2 separate regions of the Sus scrofa genome follow, and region 2 is linked to region 1. The links are chromatin contacts, called in public promoter capture Hi-C maps. All regions are on one chromosome and are shown on one strand. Each heading gives the region's core, a stretch centred on a gene start, on an enhancer-like site or on the middle of the called end of the contact. The rest is flanking DNA. Distances are from core to core; before and after follow the strand shown. Region 1 holds the start of SPG7 (paraplegin). Region 2 overlaps ANKRD11 (ankyrin repeat domain-containing protein 11).

The links. Promoter capture Hi-C pulls out the DNA fragments that hold promoters and counts their contacts.
Region 2: a contact with region 1 is called in a promoter capture Hi-C map of liver, with 8 times the contacts expected there. The contact joins the enhancer-like site here to the promoter of SPG7 in region 1. A contact is called at or near these places in 2 of 5 promoter capture datasets (fetal liver and liver), 5 of 47 Hi-C or Micro-C datasets (epiblast stem cells, fetal heart ventricle, fetal skeletal muscle and 1 more) and 2 of 2 datasets of contacts at active chromatin or transcription factors (alveolar macrophages and skeletal muscle).

Annotation. Positions count from the first base shown.
Region 1 is chr6:437,183-442,115 of Sscrofa11.1, forward strand. It overlaps SPG7 (paraplegin), which reads right to left and starts at 2,024. Exons shown (of 17, transcript XR_002345286.1): 1 at 1,827-2,024. LOC102168077 (a long non-coding RNA gene) reads left to right here and starts at 2,115. Exons shown (of 2, transcript XR_002345290.1): 1 at 2,115-3,038; 2 at 3,167-4,933.
Region 2 is chr6:589,188-594,278 of Sscrofa11.1, forward strand. All of the region lies in intron 4 of ANKRD11 (ankyrin repeat domain-containing protein 11), which reads left to right. Among named protein-coding and RNA genes, the nearest start is that of CDH15, 61 kb to the right of the region's middle. Within about 2 kb of position 1,989, at least 1 of the 83 cell types and tissues checked has an H3K27ac peak or open chromatin away from gene starts, as enhancers often do. A contact at or near this core is called in liver, where this site is marked.

The sequences.
Region 1 (4,933 bases), core at 774-3,273:
GGCCAGGGATCGAACCCAAGTCCTCATGGATACTAGTCGGGCTGGTTACTAAGCCAGGACAGGAACTCCATGTGTTAGCAATTTCTGCATCTATTTTTATTCTTTTTAAATTGTTTTCCTTAGCTCACCCCCAGTTTGCTGCTATTACAGAGAAAAGTAACACCTTTCTGAGCGCTCTTTGGCAAGGGCTGCTCCTTAAGAAAGAAGATGTTACGTGTGATTTCCTTCTAGCAACAGGTTGAAAATTCCTACTTTTCACTATTATTGTTGATTTTAATTAAAAGTTTTCCTCTTGGGCGTTCCCTTCGTGGCTCAGTGGTTAACAAACCTAAGATCCATGAGGATACAGGTTCATCCCTTGGCTCACTCAGCGGGTTAAGGATCTGGTGTTGCCGTGAGCTGTGGTGTACAGGTCGCAGACATGGCTCGGATTCTTCGTCGCTGTGGCTATGGTGTAGGCCGGCAGCAGCTCCAGTTTGACCCTTTGCCTGGGAACCTCCATATACCATGAGTGTGGCCCTAAAAAGCAAAAAAAAAAAAAAAAAAGTCTCTTCTTGGTTCAGTGATGACAAGAAGGCATATAAGGGAAACTCGGCCAAGTAAATGAATAACATTAGTGTGGTAAATAGTAACAAAGGGGGGGGGTCACTCTTCAAAATCAGCCCTAGAATTCCCTAGTGACTCAGCAGGTTAAGAATCCAGTGTTATAAGTGCAGTGGTTCCAGTTACTGCAGCAGCGCCGGTCCCATTCAAGGCCTGACAATTTGCAAATGCTGTGGGTAGAGCCAAAAAAAAAAAAAACTCCCCAAGACAAAGAACACAGTCAGCCCTAAATACCATTTGCTTAAACCTCACATACTTTGATTACTCTTACAGCCCTTAGTGAGGTAATCTGCTCTATGTCACAAGTACATGAGAACTGCCTACTTCGGCCTTTATCTTCATAGAATGATCAGAGTCTGACAACAGATGATATGATTTTCCTCAACAGAATTAAAAAACCGGAGTTCCCATTGTGGCTCAGTGGTTAACGAATCCGACTAGGAACCATGAGGTGGTGGGTTCGATCCCTGGCCTCGCTCAGTGGGTTAACGATTCGGCGTTGCCATGAGCTGTGGTGTAGGTTGCAGACGTGGCTTGGATCCCGCGTTGCTGTGGCTGTGGCGTAGACCAGTGGCTATAGCTCCGATTCAACCCCTAGCCTGGGAACCTCCATATGCTGCAGGAGCGGTCCTAGAAAAGGCAAAAAAATAAAAAAACAAAAACAAAAAGTGCAATATATCTATAGTTGCCTTGGCAGGGTGGCCAGGTATCTAGAATAGAATTAAAATATGAAATTGGTCCTAAAACTATGGTAAAATGGAACAACATAACCTAAAAGAGGGCTAAAAAGCACCAGGACTTAAGGTCTTTGTTTCAGGGTGAAATGTTGACCTCACAGGACCTGGAACAATCTTTACACAGTCAATGAGTTTGTGTTCACAAGTCAAGCTACAGCACAAAAGTAAAACAGTTACAGGTGTTTTTCTCACAAACAAAACTTTCAGAAAGCCCACTTAAGAGCATCTGGAAGGCGCTGGAATTCAACCTGGTGACATCTGATCTATGCGAGCCAAGTGCAAAACTGTGCTCTGCTAAAAAGTGATGGAAGTCTTACTCGACTCAATTCCAAAGCGCTATGAAAAGCAGCAGAAGATAGCAACACACAAAACCAGGGCTAGAAAAACGCCAAGGCGGGGCCGTGCGGCCTCGCCCACGCCCCTCCCCCGGGGGCAGCCAGCTGGAGCGGCACCGCCCGCAGCACCACGCCAGGGGCCGCACCTCACCTGCAGGACTCGGCTTCCAGGCCCGACACAACCCACTGGAGGCCTGTGGACCACGTACAGCCACCTCCACCCGACCCCGGCGGAGCAGCCCGGGCTCCTGCCTGAGCAGCAGCCCCGCAGTCGCCCCCGCCCGGGCCCTGGCCCCGGGCGGAGAGCGCGTAGCAGCAGCCACGGCGCCGCCATGTTGACCCGGAAGCGGTACCTACGCGGTCCGGGCCTCCCGGGGCGCCTGCGCGGTCCCGGCCTCCCGGGGCGCCTGCGCGGTCCCGGCCTCCTCGGGGCGCCTGCGCGGTCCGGGCTGCCTGCGCAGTCAGGCCGGCTGCGTCTCTGATCCCGCAGAGGTTCGCAGGTGGTTTGAGGCGCCACACTGTGCAGAGCGCTGCGAGTAGACCTGCAGCCGGGCGGACGCGGGAGGGAGGGCTTCAGGACTCTGCGCCGGGCCGCTTTTCCCAGGAGGACTTGGCGCAGCGGCTCCTAAGGCCGCGGAGGGCGCGAGAGAGCCCGAAGGGCGTGGAGCGTGCGCAGATGCGACCCTGACCGCGACTCCTGCTCGGATCCCCGACTCAGACCAGGACTTCGACCCCAACTCCCGCCTGGATCCCCGACCCTAACTCCGACTCCCCCCCCGGGACCAGGACTCTGACCCCGACTCCGATCCGCAGACCCAGTCAGGTCTTGGCGCGGGGAGGGTGCTGCCCAGGGGAGGGCTTTGCTGGTGCAGCCTCTGGCCCCTGGGCGGTGCCTGGAAGGTCCTGCGCGCTAGAGGACGAGGAAGGGGCCTCGGGTAAGAGCAGGGTCTTCAGAAGAGGGTAGCAGACGGCTGGCATTCTTGTCCTTCAAGATGCTTAATTTCGGAGAGGTTACAACCTTCTCCTGGAGGCAGGCGGACTCACTCTGGAAGTCGTGCCCATCTCTTGTGTCCAGGATCACAGCCCAAGAGAAGTAGGCCACTCTCGTCCCTGGGGAAAGGGCAGGGGTCTGAGGCATCCTGCCCTTGGGATTCCGTACCCTATGGTCCCTCTTTCGCGGCCCACCTGAGGTCTGGTGCTTGAATGCTTAGCTCTGAGACTGCTGGTTGTGTTACAGGGTCACTTCAGCTTGTTTCTCTGTTTTTCTGTATTCCCCAGATTCCTGGTCGCTCAAGGAGAGCCAGTTCTCCTAACTGCTACCTAGTGCCTGGCGCCATGTCAAACATTCATTTACTCTTCACAGGTGTGCAGACTCCTTTTATGTCTGTTTTACAGAGAGGGAAACAGATTTAGAGCAATTTAAAGTAAGCTCCCGAGGTTACAGCTAAGGAGTCATGAGCAGAATTTCAGAGCTCGTTTGACTGTTTGCAGGGCCTGTGCTCTCCGACCTATGGATTCAGGTGTGACAGGAGTGACAGGTATGACACACGTCAGCCATCCTTCCCCCACAGTCGTGAAGCTAGAAAGGTTTGGGGACTTTTTAAGTGAAGTGTCCCGAGCATTGGCCCTTGGCTGCAGGCCTGGCTGGTTGTGGGGAGTGGCTGCCCCCGACCTGCACAGGGGCCCCCCTTCCTTTCTCACGTTCTCTCTTCACAGCCCAGTTTCCTCCTTCAGCGTTTTTCTTCCCTGGGTAAATTGTCCCACCCACGTTCTGCCCTCCGCAGACCAGTCCCGTGACTATGACCAGGCTTCCGACAGTGGTTTCTTGCACGCTCGCACCCTATCAAAGCTTGTGCAACTCCTCCAGACAGGAAGTAACCAAGCCCCACACTCACCCATTCTCTCCAGGCAGCACAGCAGATCTGTGACTCAGAGCCTTCCGTGTTTGGGGAGAACACAAGATGCAACCCTATTAACGTTGTTTAAAAGTGTTGGAAGCTAACCTCTTTGCAAGAGTTAGTTGGAAGCTGTGCAGGAAGATGGCAGGAGCCGGGCTTTGGAGAAAGAGTGCTGGCTTATGTCCTTCCAAGTCTGTGACCTTGAGCAAGGGATTACCTTCTCCAAACTTCACTTTTCTCATCAGCAAAACAGGGATAAAATTATCGTCAAAAGGAGGCTGAGAGTGTGTCCCACGGAGCTGTCATAAAGGTAAAATGCAATAAAAGCATGTGAAAGCAGGACTTCGTGAGTAGCCTGGTGACTAAGGATCCAGCATTTTCACTGCTGTGGCCCTTGTTCGATCCCTGGCCCAGGAACTTCTGCATGCCACAGGCACAGACAAAAAAAGCATGTACGTGAAAGCAGCTTGTCCACATCCAGGACGCTGTGGGAAGCGAGGTTCTGGGAAACATCCATTCATTTATCCAAGAGCATTTACTTAACTGCTTTGAGGGCTGGCTGTGTCCCCCGCCTCAAGCGAGTGGTTGGCCTTGACTCTGAAACCTACTCTGCTTCAGTCCACGTCTGCAGGGGCCTCGGGATGGGGGGTTTGGCTAGAGGATTCAGGCGCCCTGTGGCCTGGACCTGGAAGAGAAGGGCCTGGGAGAGTGGCGTCTGCACTCCTGTCACCTGCTCCCTTTACTTTTTCTTTTTAGGGCCACACCCATGGCATATGGAGGTTCCCAGGCTAGGGATCAAATCTGAGCTGCAGCTGCCAGCCTACACCGCAGCAACAGCAGCGCCAGATCTGAGCCGCATTTGCGACCTACAGCACAGCTCATGGCAATGCCAGATCCTTAATCCGCTGAGCGAGGCCCAGGATCGAACCCACATCCTCAGTGATACTAGTGGGGTTCATTTTGGCTGCGCCACGACGGGAACTCCTGCCTTACTTTTCTGTACCTCGTGACTTGTGTTTACTTGCTTGGGCTTCTCAGCCCTCTGAGCTCTACCCGGGGCCTCTGGCTCAGCTTCCTCCAAGTCCACCAGGCATGCTCACATGAACTGCCTCGCCTCCAGGCCTGACCTAGGCCTCTGCCTGGCTTCCTGATACCACGGTGCAAAGCCTGGCCTCAGGAAGTGGAGGGGCCGCAGGGAGGGAAGAGGATCGGGGGCCCCCCATGCTCTTGCGGTCCCTCCAGCTCCACGCTTGATCCTTGGTGTGGAGGAGTCCTGGCTCCTCTCCCCGCCGAGGGGCTGCATGCAGGGCCTCAGTCAGGCTGCTCAGGGGACGTACACCCATCGCCCTGTCTGTGAAAA
Region 2 (5,091 bases), core at 739-3,238, 150 kb after region 1:
CCGTGTGACGTGACGGGTGGGTGAGGGCCGCCTTCTCGCCCTCGAGGCTTCCAGGCACCTGTGCTGTTTAATCCCCCGAGGGCTTCACATTGGAGGGTAAACATTTTCCTTCAGGGCTGCAAAAGCACAAAAATTGAACCCCGTTGTTTGAAATGCAAGCCAAGGGGACGTATAAGCAGGGCTGGTGCGGGCTTCCTACAAAGGCGGTGGGCGCGTGGGCGCAGCCTGGTTAGCAGCACGTGAGGCGTGCTTTCCAGTTTCCATCTCGAGCTGCTCGTGGGGCGCGTGCCGGGTCCAGGCAAGAACCCAGCCCCTCGCTCTCTTCCTCTCGATCCTGGGCCGGCTGCTTGCTGCTCATCTGACCGCAGGCCCTGTGCCTGCTGCAGCCCTGGGCTGAGGCCCTGGATCTGGTGGGGCATCCTGCACCAGAGGGACTGTGGCAGGTTGCAGCAAAGTGTCAGGGACAGAAACGAGGCAAACTCAAGAAAATTGGGAGACGTGGCAGAGGAAACAGCCTGGCGGGCATGTCTGTGCCACGGCCTCCATTCATGGAGCTGCGGAGCCTGGACCTGGGTTAACTAGAGGCCAGGGAGCCGGGTCTGGTCGTGCTGGCCTGGGTGCAAGGAAGGGAAGGGCCAGGCCGAGGCGAGGAGCAGAGGGTGAGCTGCGTGCACCCGGGCCCCTGTGTGTTAGGCCTTAGGGCCAGAGCATCTGTGCCAGCTCTGTCGTGGAGGGTGTGCTGCTGCTGTTGGTTCCCAAGCTGGCTGGGGGCTGAGGTCCTGTCACCTCTGGGCCGTTCCCGGGCTGCTGCCCTGTCCCAGCTGCTGGGGTGTCTGCAAAGCCTTGTGGACTCGAAGCGTCTCAGTGCCCAGGGGTTTCCCGGGCACCCCCCTGGTGGGAGGAGGGGCGTGCACACAGTGAGGAACGTTTGCAAGGTTGGGTTCCAGGCAGGGGCTCGATTCTGTGCGTGAACTAGGACGTTTGCCCCTCATTGGTTTTTTGGCCCCCCGGGGGGCAGGTTAGGGCACCCCTGACCCCTGAGCAACACAGGCTGAACCGCAAGTCCAGTCGAGTGGTTTTTCCAGTAGCAGCGCTGCAGCATGGCCTGTGGGGCTGACTCCACTGGCTGGGCTCCCTGCTGCGTGGCCTCTGGTACCTGTGGCCTCTCTGATAGGTGGGAGTGTCCGCTGTCCCTTTGCGGGGGACCTCTGACTCTGACTGCACGTCATGCTGAGCAGATAGCTGGGGTCAGGCCCGTCGTGGGAGCTATTATGCAAAGGGTTTCTGCCCCAGCAGCCCCGCTCCTGCCGTCCCTCCAGCGCCCTCTGCTGGGAAGATGCAGCCTGGCACTTGGGTGAGGGGCTCAGAGCGCCAAGAGGACGTCTCTCCGTGTAGGGCCCCCCCACCCCCACCAGCTGATGGGCCTCCTTCAAAGGACGCCCCCGTCCCCAGTCCCGCCTGCCTAAGACCATCCTGGGCTTCCTGGCCCTGGGAGGCGGGTCTCCACAGTGCTTAGTCAGGGCTGGGGGCGGCCTGCCAAGAGCGCGCAGCCCGGGGTTACCAGGAGCTCTGGCCTGAGCAGCCCGTTGGGCGGGAGGGGCGCAGCACCGCTTGGGTGCCCCTTGCTGTTCTGCCTTTTGCATTTGAATGTCCCCACCCAGCCTCAAAATCCGCACACACCTATTGTCTTGTCCAGGATGGTGTGGATAATAACCAGCCGTGCGGGCTTCCTCCTGGGTCTGACCCCAGCCCTGTCACCTTCCTGGAGCCTCCGGGACCCTCCAGGGCAGGGCCTGTCTCCTCCCCCCCCCCCACGTGTCCGGGATGAGGGCAGATTGAGGCGCTCCCGTTTGACTTTGTGTGGACTCCACGGTGCAGTCGTGCGAGTGGCTGGGTCGCGGTTTGGGGACTGAGGTCACGGGGACGGTCTTCCCTGCGCTGTGACTTTTGCTCCGGGGCTGCCCTGGGTGTGCAGGGAGGCGCCAGGTCCCTCGCAGCTCCGAGCACGTGTCCCGCCGAGTGCAGGCTGCCTGCGCGTGCCTGCGGCGGGTTCCACCTGCACTCCGGGTCACTGGCCAGCAGGGCACGGCCGCCCACGCGGTGACCTGGAGCTCTCAGGACCCCAGAGCCAGAAGGGCTGGCGTGGGTCGCTGGCCCCTGTTGCCGACTCCGTGAGGGTTGGGGCCTGTCAGCTGGGCAGAGGGCACCGCCGTGCGCCAGTGGGAGTTTGAACTGGTGCGGTTGCTGCAGTGGAGGAGGGGGTCGCTGTCTGGCCCTTCATGCCCCCTTTACCTCCTAGAAACTGGCCTCTTGATTGCGGGCCCCTGTGGGCCGGGCACTGCTGTGCCCTCACCCAGATGGAGCTGCCCATTGCAGCCAGAGCACCTGGGGTTGGCCTTTCCCTCTCAGAGGCCACACAGACCCCTCTCTCCTGCAGCATGGGTGCTTCCTTTAAAGGCGAGAGACAGCAGGAACCTGGAGGGAGAGCCCCGTGCCAGCCCCGTGCCCCCAGCAGAGGCGAGTGTGGTGCCGGGGAGGGCGTCTGTCCATGAGCTGAGCTTCCTGGGCCATAGTCTGTCTTTCTGACTGAGCATGGAGATAGGCCTGCTCAGCGAGGAAGGTCTGCTCCTGAGGCCATGAGACAGGTGCTGGCGGGACAGCCACAGGCCCAGGTCCCACCCGCTGCTATCAGTCCACCTGGCCTGGGGCGAGCTTGCACGTCGATGCCCCCCACCCCCCGCCCCAGCCCCGTGGGTACCACAGGCCGCGATGTCTCCCAAGACCGCCCTTGGCTGGAGAGGCCTAGGAAGAACACGGTGGGCGTGTGTCTCCCCACTACCTGCCAGCACAGGGCTTGGGGGGCTGTGGGCGGGCGAGGGCCTAGCAAGGGCCCCGTGAGAGCCACGCCTGCCCACACCTCAGGCCTTCCTGGTGGAAGGATCAGCTACGGAGACGGAGCAGCAGGGAGAAGCGGGGGGAACCAGAACAAGACAGGGTGCAGACAGCTGGCTGGGCAGGGTTTTAAGGCCAGAACACAGGGAGAGGGGAGTTAGCACTGGCACGGACTCCGAGCTTAGGAGGCCCGACAGGCAGGCCCGAGTGGATTGAAGTTACAGCTAAAGACGTCGCCTTGACCAAGGCCCAGAGGGAAAGAGACAGGACACGGGAGGGGCCCCAGCCTGGGCTGCTCGAAGGAGACAGGCTGCCCTGCTTGTGGAGGCGGTGGGGCCCAGGCTTCAGGGCGTAGCTGGAGTCACGGTGGGGGAAGAGGGCAGCATGTGAGTCCCGCTGAAGCTGCAGGAGGGGGCTGGGTGGGCTGTGTCTGCAGAGCACATCCTGCAAGTGGAAGCGCCCTGACCCCGCAGACTGGACGCTGCTGGTGCGTTGCCTGCAGACGCTTCCTCCGGGGAGTCCCCGTCTCTGCGGCCAGAATTCGCTGTAACTCAGACACGTCTTTTCTTCCCTGCGAGTCTGAGCTGTAGGGGGGGCGGGGGTGTCCTGTAACAGAGCCCCGAGGGCCGCCCTCTGCAGCCCACCCCCCAGGAGAGGCCGCGTCCCAGCAGGAAGCCTCCAGGTGGGCCTGAAAGGGCCTCGTGGGAACCCCGGGGACACCTGGGGAGGCGGGGTGGGCGTCCCAGCAAGAGGCGATAAAAACGTGGCTTCAGCTCCTGGAGGCCCAGTGCCGCGACCGGCAGTGTGCGTGGAGATGCGGCCCTGCCACGTGGCCATGCTCTGCGGGGGGTGCTGGGGACCGCCTGCTGTCAGCCTGGGAAGAGGGCACGGCCGCCCTCACCAGGAGCCAGAAGGTGCGGTACCCCCAGCCCTCACCTCCCCCGCCACAGACCCCGGCCCTGCTGCCGCCCAGCCTGCTCTTTGGCGCCCGTGCAGACCCGCCAGCTTTCTCGTCTGTAGCTTGGCTCATGCCCTCTGGGATTTGGGGAAATTCTACTTCGCTTGCCGTTGGATATTAGAAACAAAACCCTAGAGTTCCTGTTGTGGCTTAGCGGTAATGAACCCGACTAGAATCCATGAGAACAGAGGTTCGATCCCTGGCCTCGCTCCGTGGGTTAAGGATCCGGCGTTGCCGTGAGCTGTGGTGTACGTCACAGACACAGCTCGGATCTGGCATTGCTGTGGCTGTGGTGTAGCCTGGCAGCTACAGCTCTGATTCAACCCCTAGCCTGGGAACTTCAATATGCCGCAGGTGCAGCCCTAAAAAGCAAAAAAAAAAAAAAAAAAAAAAAAAAAAAGAGGAAGAAGGAGACCCCTAGCAGAAGACCATGGGGCGTCCACAGGGCCCCGTGGGCAGCTACATCTGTCGAGAAAGTGCATCTCAGGAGATGGGATCCCATTGGGGCTCTGCCCGTTTTAAGTCTGGAAGAGCGGAGGGCAGCTGCTCCCTGACCCGTGTGGGCGGGCAGGGCCTGTGAGGGCGTGGGATCCCCGCAGGGGTGCCCTCGGCCTTGGGGATCTCCTGGCCGCCTGTGCACAGGTCACACATGACCTTCACCCCTTCCTGAGACCACAGGGCCCGGCTCTGCAGCAGGGCTCAGCGTCTCTGGGCCCTAGGGCAGCCGTGTTCCTCAGCTGCCACTCACGGAGGGACGGGGGAAGCCCTGGTGGTGCCTCCTGGCTCCTGCATGTCCACCACCCACGGCATCGGTCAGCCACTTTGTGGCCTTCTGCTGGGTTCCTCTGGTGTGTGAAATCATTGGCGTGTCTGTCCAGAGGCACAGACGTGGCGGTGATGCGGGGCAGGTCCAAAGTGAGGCTGCAGAACTGGCAGATGCCACCCACACCTGGTGGGTACCATGGGGACGTGTGCTTTGCTGAGGCTCTGCCTCTTCTTCCTCTGGGCTTGGAGTCCCTCCGTCCCAGGGCAGGTGGGCAGCGGGCTCCAGACTGCGTGCTCAGTGGGGCTGTAGGGGGAGGGCCCCCGAGAGGCCCGGTGCTCCGGCTCTTTGGGACCGGGAGTGCCCCTGGGGGCGGGCCAGGTGGGCCCGGTCAGGTCTCAGGGGAGGCGCTGTGGCCCTTGGAGCACTTCTTAAGCGGAGCCCTGGCCAGTCCAGTGGCTGAGCTGCTGCTGTGCAG